2 separate regions of the Mus musculus genome follow, and region 2 is linked to region 1. A link is a contact called in public promoter capture Hi-C data. All regions are on one chromosome and are shown on one strand. The core of a region is the stretch at or near the end of the contact, and the rest is flanking DNA. Distances in the headings are between cores, read along the strand shown. Region 1 holds the start of AA386476 (expressed sequence AA386476). Region 2 holds the start of Msmo1 (methylsterol monoxygenase 1).

Region 1 (3,883 bases), core at 606-3,105:
CAAGAAAAGCACACCTGCACTAATCCATACACATTATCATGTTTTAAGTTCACAAAGTTTCTATCAGTGCCAGTGGAAAACAGGGATCTGGAGTTCTTTCTCGTCCTTCAGTCTGTCAGAATTATTTGAGGTACCAAGAATGCTTTCCAAAATCCTTCCTTGCTTCTCAACTTGTTTTTTTTTTTTTTTTGCTCTTGGTAAGTCACAACCAGTCAGCCTGCAGCTCAGTAAAGCAGGCTGTATAAAATCCATGGGCCCATACAGTGTCTAACTCCAATCAGTAAGAAACAGGGCAGCTTGCAGTAATTCCACCTTTTAGCTAGAATTGGCTGAACCAAGTTTGTGAGTAAATACAAAAATTAATTCAGGTTTTAAAAAAAGGGAACAAGCTGGGCAGTGGTGGCACACGCCTTTAACTCAGCACTTGGGGGGCAGAGGCAGAAGGATTTCTGAGTTTGAGGCCAGTCTGGTCTAGAGAGTGAGCTCCAGGACAGCCAGGGCTACACAGAGAAACCCTGTCTCGAAATCAAAACCAAACCAAACCAAACCAAACCAAAAACAAAATAACAACAAAATCAAGTCAATAACCTTAACAATGGTTATTTTCAACAAGACCTGGCTCTTTAATATTAAATAATGGAAAGAAAATTCGTCCCACGTTCTCAGAAATTCAATAAATACTGTGCTTGCCTCGGTTGGCTTAATACTCCACTGATCAAAATCTCAGCGTTAAAGTACATTAACACATTAGTTCCCAGGCCTTCCAATATAGCCCTTGTCCTCAGGACGCCGAATTCCGCGTTGTGTTTTGTCGAAATCCAAATTTTCATCTAGACCAGGACCTAGGTTTCCCTTGGCATCCCAACAGCTGCTTAATATACCCCACTGTATGAAAGTGTGCTGAACAGGCCGGGCAACAGGTATAGCGCTGCAAACCGGGCAAGAGCACCCAAACTTAGCACTCTGGCGTTTTCTCTCTTCTCATTCAAAGACGCCGCTCCCATTGGGCATCTCATCTGAATTAAGCGACTACTCTTTCTTATACCTATTTCGGTTGGGGGGGGGGGGGAGAACCAAAACCAAAACAGCTCACATATTTATATACATTCCGGAAGTCTATCCGTAATTACAGTGAGCTCCTCCTACCGGCATTTCACTGATGGTACTGGGGGAGTAAGGCGGATAATCCCTCACACGGAAAGCACCGCACTCGGTGGTTGATCCGATTTCTAATCCCATCTGCACTGATCCCCTGCTGGCTAGTGGTGAAGCCGAGTGAAAAGACAGTGAGGACTGTGTGTCCTCGCTGGCGGGTGATGCCTAGGCGATTCGACATCTGACAACAGTTTCCTTAAGATGGTTTGGGACTGGGGACCGGGGCGGCGTGCAGCCTTGCCACCTCCCTAAACCAAACTCTTAAGCGCGAGGAGGGGGAGCAGACCCTGAGAGCCACCCCGGCGCTGGGGGGTGGAGGGGCCGCACGCAAGGCGGGGAGTCCGCATTTAAAAGGGCAGAGGGCGCACCGCCTACCTCCGCGGTCCGCCCCGGTGCTCCGGGACCGTGGCCGCGGGGCGCTCGGCGGGAAGTCGCCGCGCATGCCCGGAGCCGCGCCCGCTGCACCCTGGGTCGCCTTAGTTCCCCCTCAGGCCTCACTCGGCCAGCGGCGCCCAGGGGCCGCTCGCTGCTGTCTTGGAGGCTCGCGAGGGAGGCGCTGGATCCGCCAGATGGAGGCAAGGTCGGTAACTCGGGGCCGAGCGAGCCGAGCCGGCGCTTCCTATCCCTGTAGGGGAACAGAAACGAAGAGAGCGGTCGCCCGGCCTCTCGGGGGCAACCGTCAGGACTTCGGTCGAAGGGGGCAGGCTCAGCCATGCGGTCCCTTTAAGAGGGGGCGGGGCGCGGCCTGCCGTTTGGCCGGCCTCCGCACCCTCCCCCCGCCCCCAGGCGAGAGCTGACAGACCAATCGCCCGGGTGGCGCAGGGAAGGCGGGAGAATGCGAACTCTTCGGTAGGACGATAGGGGCGGGGCCCCAGCCTTATTAGGAGTGAGTGCTGCGCAGGCGCAGATGCGGTCGCTGGCCAAGGGGCGGGGACTAGTCCTGTGAGACTCCGACAGGCACGGAGGCTGATAGAGAGGCGAGAGGGTAGCGAGGGGCTTGTCACGGGGATCCGGGCGACCGGGCAGCCCCGGTAGTGTCTGGGGAGTCCCCGGGGGGGACAGCCAGCGTCGCTGCCTGGGAGCCCCGGCGCCATCGGCCGCGGGGAACCCCGCTGCTCGCTCTCCTAGAGAGGGAGGGGGCCGGAGGGAGCCCCGGTCTCGCCCCGCCCCTGGGCTTGTTACCGCGGGGGCGGGGAGTAAGGGCTTCTTCTTGGGGGAGTGGAGATCGGGGGACTCGGCGGTGCCCTCTCGAGCGGCGGCCGTGTCCCCGCGGCGCCGGGCTGCCGAGCGGAGGAGCGGCGGTCGTGGCTGTTGCATGTGTGGCTGCTGGATGCGGAGGCGGCGGCGGCGGCGGCGGCGAGGAGCAGCAGCAGCGGCGGCGGCGGCGGTGGTGGTGGTGGCGGCGGCAGGATGTTAGGGCAGCAGCAGCAGCAGCAGCTGTACTCGTCGGCCGCGCTCCTGACCGGAGAGCGGAGCCGGCTGCTCTCCTGCTACGTGCAGGACTACCTGGAGTGTGTGGAGTCGCTGCCCCACGACATGCAGAGGAACGTGTCGGTGCTGCGGGAGCTGGACAACAAATACCAAGGTACTTTCCCTTCTTTCGGGTGACAGTGTGCGCCGAGTGCACCGAGCGATCTGGTGTGTGGGGCCGGGAAGCGGTTGTGTGTGTGTGTGTGTGTGTCTGGGTGGGGGGACGGCACAGCACACTCGCGGCCCTCCCTGTCCCGGCTGCGGCTGACGAGGACTTCCGAGGACCGCCCGTCCGTCAGCCCCCGTTGCAGCTCCGGCGGCTGGCTGCAGCTGCCGCGGACGGGAATCAGCCATTTTTAAGCGAGCATTTGTTCCGGTGCCTGCCGGTTGGGTGCCGCACACTGTCCTGCCCGGGGCTGGAGAGTGTGCAACGAGCAGGGTTGCGGGGCTGGACCGGGGTGCTGGGCCTGCTTAGCCCCTTGCCTGCTGGGGCTCCCTCCGTCTGCGAGCAGATGCATTGGAACGTATGGGGGGGAGGGGGCGAGAGGACGGCGGAGGTGGACTCGGGAGATGCCTCTCCCCCCACCCCCACCCCCCTCCAGCTCCCGGCGTGGCGCGGGACTGGGACGGTCTGTGCTTCCCTCTCGCCCCGGGGAAAGTTCCGGGCCGCCCGGTGTCTCACTCAGCCCTTCTTCGGCTACTGCCAAATGGTTAAAGGGGGAGGGGTTCCCCCGCAGGGCGAGACGGAGAAGGGGTGTGTGTGTTGTGTATGTGTGTGCGTCCGTGTGTGTGTGTGCGTGTGTGTGTGAGTGTGTGGCGGGGAGGGTCCGGCCTAGGGGCGGGGCCTGCAGGTGTGACGTCGTATGGGCGGGGCGCGCGCTCCCGCGGGAGTCGGCCACGGCGGGCTGCTCGGAAGGGTCCTGGGGTGGACTGAACCCATTGCTGGGCGGGACGGTCGGTGGGCCTGGGCGGAGTCAGTGTTGGGTGTTGGGAGAGATATTTCAAATCTCTCCCTAGCCCCCCCCCCCACCCCGGTTAGTGAATCAAGACGCGGACACCGCCGTGGGGGACTGTCTCTGACCCTGGCTCAGCGTAGGTTCCGGGCCATGTGTCACTTCCGGACTTCTGGAGGAAGTGGGTTCGTTGGCTGGGCAACCACCTGGCGTCTTTGCACCCTTGGGTTCCTCCTCCACCAAGTTTAAATGAGGAGAAAAGCTTTTTCTTGTCATCAAAGAAACTAGGACAGGGAATATCTTCA
Region 2 (4,056 bases), core at 1,469-3,968, about 17 Mb before region 1:
CAGTGTGTGACCAGCACTGTCACATCCACGGCCTCGGACAATAGGAGGCAGGGGATCTGGACCTGGGATAGCCAAGCAATGCAATCCTGAACCTGTTAGGTTAAGAGTTACAGCCTATCACCCTGGAACAGCCAATAACCAGGCTCACACTGGCCAGTAGAAAGAGTTGGGTTGGGGAGAGAAAGAATCCTGCTTATACTTAATAGCTGGAGGAAGAATCGCTTAGGGAGCACCCCACTTTCTCTATGAGACACAATTTATCTGACTCAGGCCTAACAACTGAGCTGCAACCTTAACCTCACAAGAGACACGTTCTTTTCCTTTGAGGTGACCTGCCTGCCTCCACACTTTATAAAGAATATGTGAGCTAAAGGCATGGAACACTTAGCCATGAGTACAAGGTACACTGGATTCCCCAGAAACACCCATCAATGGAACTTGTTCAGAAGATCAAGCCAGAATTGCAGGGAAGGGAAGACAGTTAGTTCCATGCAGAAAGGGGGGGGGGGGGGAGAATGACATCTTTCTATAGAAATTCTAGGATAGCTTGCACACAGTGTGCACTTCAATGAAAATGTATACTTTTCATGTAGATGGGAGCAGGGCTGGCCTCAATGATGCCCTTGTGCAATTTTTTATTAAATGATTGGCAGAGGTAGGTGGATCTCTGTTCAAGGCTGGCTAGAGTTACATAATGAGTCCCAGTCTCAAAAAAAAAAAAAATCATGTTAAATACCCCAGCTTGGCCTCATACTCAGAACAATCCTCCTGCTTCGGGGTGGGGGTTGGGGGTACGGTGGGGGAAGGTTATTCTTGTTTTGAGATAGGGCCTCCTCATGCAGCCTGATTGGCCTTGAACACGTTACGTAGACAAAGCTGACCTTGAATTCTGATCCTCCTGGTCCGATCTGCCAAGTGCCTGGGTTACACCACCACAGTGGATATGGTATTTTGTCGTTGTGGTTTTTCTGGGACACCTTCTTTAAGGAAAAGATTGGCTTCCTGTCACCACATTATCTCTAGATAGGCTTTCACAAGTGGTGTAAAAGGAGCCTAGAGCTGTAGTCTAAGCGCTCCTGTCTTTGGGCACTCACACTAGCGTTACACAGGCTTGGTTCTTAGCTCATCTGCTGGTTTAGGTCCAGGTCTTGACACCTAGGGAGCAGATAACTCCCTTGACTTAGAACCAATTTCTACCTGTGGAACTCAGCCCCCTAGAATGTTAAGCATAAACTCTACCCCTGAGCTGCCTTGCCAGGGCCTCAGCATACATGTGCCCCTCCCCCTAGCCTCTCTGAGCTTTGTTCTCAATCTGCAACACGGGAAATGCTGGCATCCCTCAGCTATTGCAGGATCTATATTGCACTAGTACCCTATGGTCCATGTGCAGAGATTTATTAAAAGATAGTTGCCAGGCTCAGTCAGCACAAGCCTGAGCGTATGAGGTTAACCCTCAGCAGCACAAAGCAGAAGGAAGCACAAACTCCCCTTGTGAACACACACTCACAGACAGACACTAAATGAGATAAAAAGAATAGAACTTTGAAAAAAGCTTCACTTATTAAAGTACGTGGGGGGCAAGATGGATGATCCAAGGCCTGAGGACTAGAGGTCAAGGCCGTCCTTAGGTTACGTATCCAGCTCAAAGGCCAGACTATAACTCGAGACCTGTCTTAAGGAAGATCGAAATCTAATACACAAAATTGTCCATTACATATAAATTGTCAGGTTACCTTAATATCATTTTCATATTTATGTCTCAAAAATATTATTAACATGAAAATTTAATTCCTAGTTTTATTAATCTGATTACAATAAATATTAGAAAGTGATTTTTTTAAAAACTCCAGGGTAGCCTAAAAAAAATCCAACTTACATCACTGATTTTGTTTTTATTATTTTATATTATTTGAAAATGTCATCCATCTATACAGTTTATCTTGACCATATTTTCCCCTCATTCCCCAACTATAACTCCCTCAAGCCCCATCATACCTATCTGTCTATCTCTCTGTCTCTCTAGCTTTCTGTGTCTCTGGCTCTGTGAGTGTAAGAAAAAGGATACATTAATAAATTTGAAGAATAAATTTAGTATGTAAAAATTAATTATTTATAATGGAATTCAAACTATTATAACTAAACTATATGATATGTGGACCAGTTTAAAGTGAAAATAAATGTAGTATTCATACTAGTATAAATAATAAGAAATAAGTGTCATTTTCAAAAAAAAAAGAAAGATCGAAATCCAGAATAAACTACAGGAAAGCAAGACCAAAAACTCAAATCAGTCTTTAAAACATATATACCACTTTTTTCCCCGGGTTCTGGATGAAGCCAAGCCAATGTGAGTAGCAAGATGCTACAACCCAGCGCACCCACAGCACTGGGCGCCTAGGAACCCACCGCTTGGTTGCCAAGGCGACGCCGGGTCCGCGCGGCTGCCCCGCCCCGTCACGCCGTCACGCGCTCGCGCGGCGCCCCGCCTCCAGCTGCGCTGCCGCGCGGACGACTGGCTGGCCGCGCGGGTCTCACTATTCTCACTCCATCCGCGCAGCCAATGACTGGCGCCGCTAGGGCTTCGTTGACTTGAGTCACACGCTGCCGGGCCTTAGCACGGACCAATCACTGCACGGCGAAGGCAGGGCGGGAGTGGGGCGGACCAATTACGACAGGCGAGCCGGGGCCCGGCCTCCGGGCCCTGCCCCTGAGCCGGCAGAGGTAGTGAGGAGGCCGCTGCACCTGCCAGGACTTGCGCTTAGACCGCTGTCTGTCGCGGGGACGCCAGGTAAGGCGCTCTCTAGCCTGATCCGGGTGGAGGGCGACTGAGACGGGGACCAGCAGGGTGGTGTCCGGCTGAGGCCGGTAAGGATGCGGTGGGAAGAACCTGGGTGGGCTGTGCGAGACTCCAGGCAAGGAGCCTAGGTTCTCAAGTGATGCAACTGGAATGACAACACTTCCTGCCCTTTAAAGAGTTTGCAATCACCTGGAGTCTGGTTCATTGACTTGAGTCTTAAAAACTTTTTACAAAAACACCATCACCAAGTGGGGGAGTAGGGTGTGTTCTGTGTTTGTGGATCTAGGAAGCTGTCCCAGAGGTATTGTAGGATGTGGCTCCATGTGAGAGAGGGGTGCATGGACGAGAGGTCTGGGCTTCACATTAGGAGAATTACCCGCGCTTGAACCATGAAGGTTTAAACTTATGTTTAAATGGATCCTGACCCTGTGCCTAAGGCTTCTCTAAGCTGCAGTGCCGAAAGAGGGGCTGGGATCGTCAGCCAGGAGTTAAGTTATCCTACGAATACATTTTTTTTTTCATCCTTTTTATTTTTTGAAATCCGAGGATCTAGTCTACCTGATTCAGATCGAATTTCCAGGCAAGCAGGCTGCTCAAAACTGAAAAGGCAGGATATTCATTTCAGCAAAGCCTGCTTTCCCCTCTCCTGTCTGATCACTTTATCTGACACTTTGTTTAAAACTACATGCCCTGTTTTCCTCTCCTCATTACGGAGCGTGAACTTGAGGTAACTGAACGCTGTCTCAGCATTGTGTGGAAGTTGGGAGACTTAGTCGAGGATGCCGAGTTAGAGACTAGAACAGCTCTTTTGGAGGTGATGAAGTTTCTCAAGTTAGGCATTAAAGCGTGTTTGCGATGGGCACCTGAGGCACTGTAGGATGCATTCAAGTTTGATCCAGGCCAGCAGCCTTTTGGGTAATCAGAATCTAAATCAGGATAAGAGTTACAGATGATGGGTATCAACCAGCATTCCATGAGACTAGGAAAAATGTCAAATGGAGAAATGTCAAATCTTGATGGTTGCTGAGTGTGTGGGCGAACACTGGTAATCTCAGCAGGGTATCAGGAGTTCAAGGTCGTCCTTAGTTTCATAGTTTTAAGCCCAACTTAAGACACAGATCTTGAGACACAGAGAGACAGGCAGAGAGAGAGAGAGAGAGAGAGAGAGAGAGAGAGAGAGAGAGAGAGAGAGAGAGAGAGAGAGAGGAGAGAGAGGAGAGAGAGAGAGAGACAGACAGACCTGGGGCACTTTGTGAAAT

The links. Promoter capture Hi-C pulls out the DNA fragments that hold promoters and counts their contacts.
Region 2: a promoter capture Hi-C map of pre-B cells shows a contact between it and region 1. The contact joins the promoter of Msmo1 here to the promoter of AA386476 in region 1. A contact is called at or near these places in 2 of 39 promoter capture datasets (the HPC-7 cell line and pre-B cells) and 1 of 484 Hi-C or Micro-C datasets (CD4 T cells).

What each region holds. Positions count from the first base shown.
Region 1 is chr8:47,673,363-47,677,245 of GRCm38.p6, reverse strand. It overlaps AA386476 (expressed sequence AA386476), which reads right to left and starts at 1,855. Exons shown (of 1, transcript NR_166692.1): 1 at 1-1,855. It overlaps Ing2 (inhibitor of growth family, member 2), which reads left to right and starts at 2,087. Exons shown (of 2, transcript NM_023503.3): 1 at 2,087-2,740. The coding sequence starts at 2,566.
Region 2 is chr8:64,732,240-64,736,295 of GRCm38.p6, reverse strand. It overlaps Msmo1 (methylsterol monoxygenase 1), which reads left to right and starts at 2,718. Exons shown (of 6, transcript NM_025436.3): 1 at 2,718-2,788.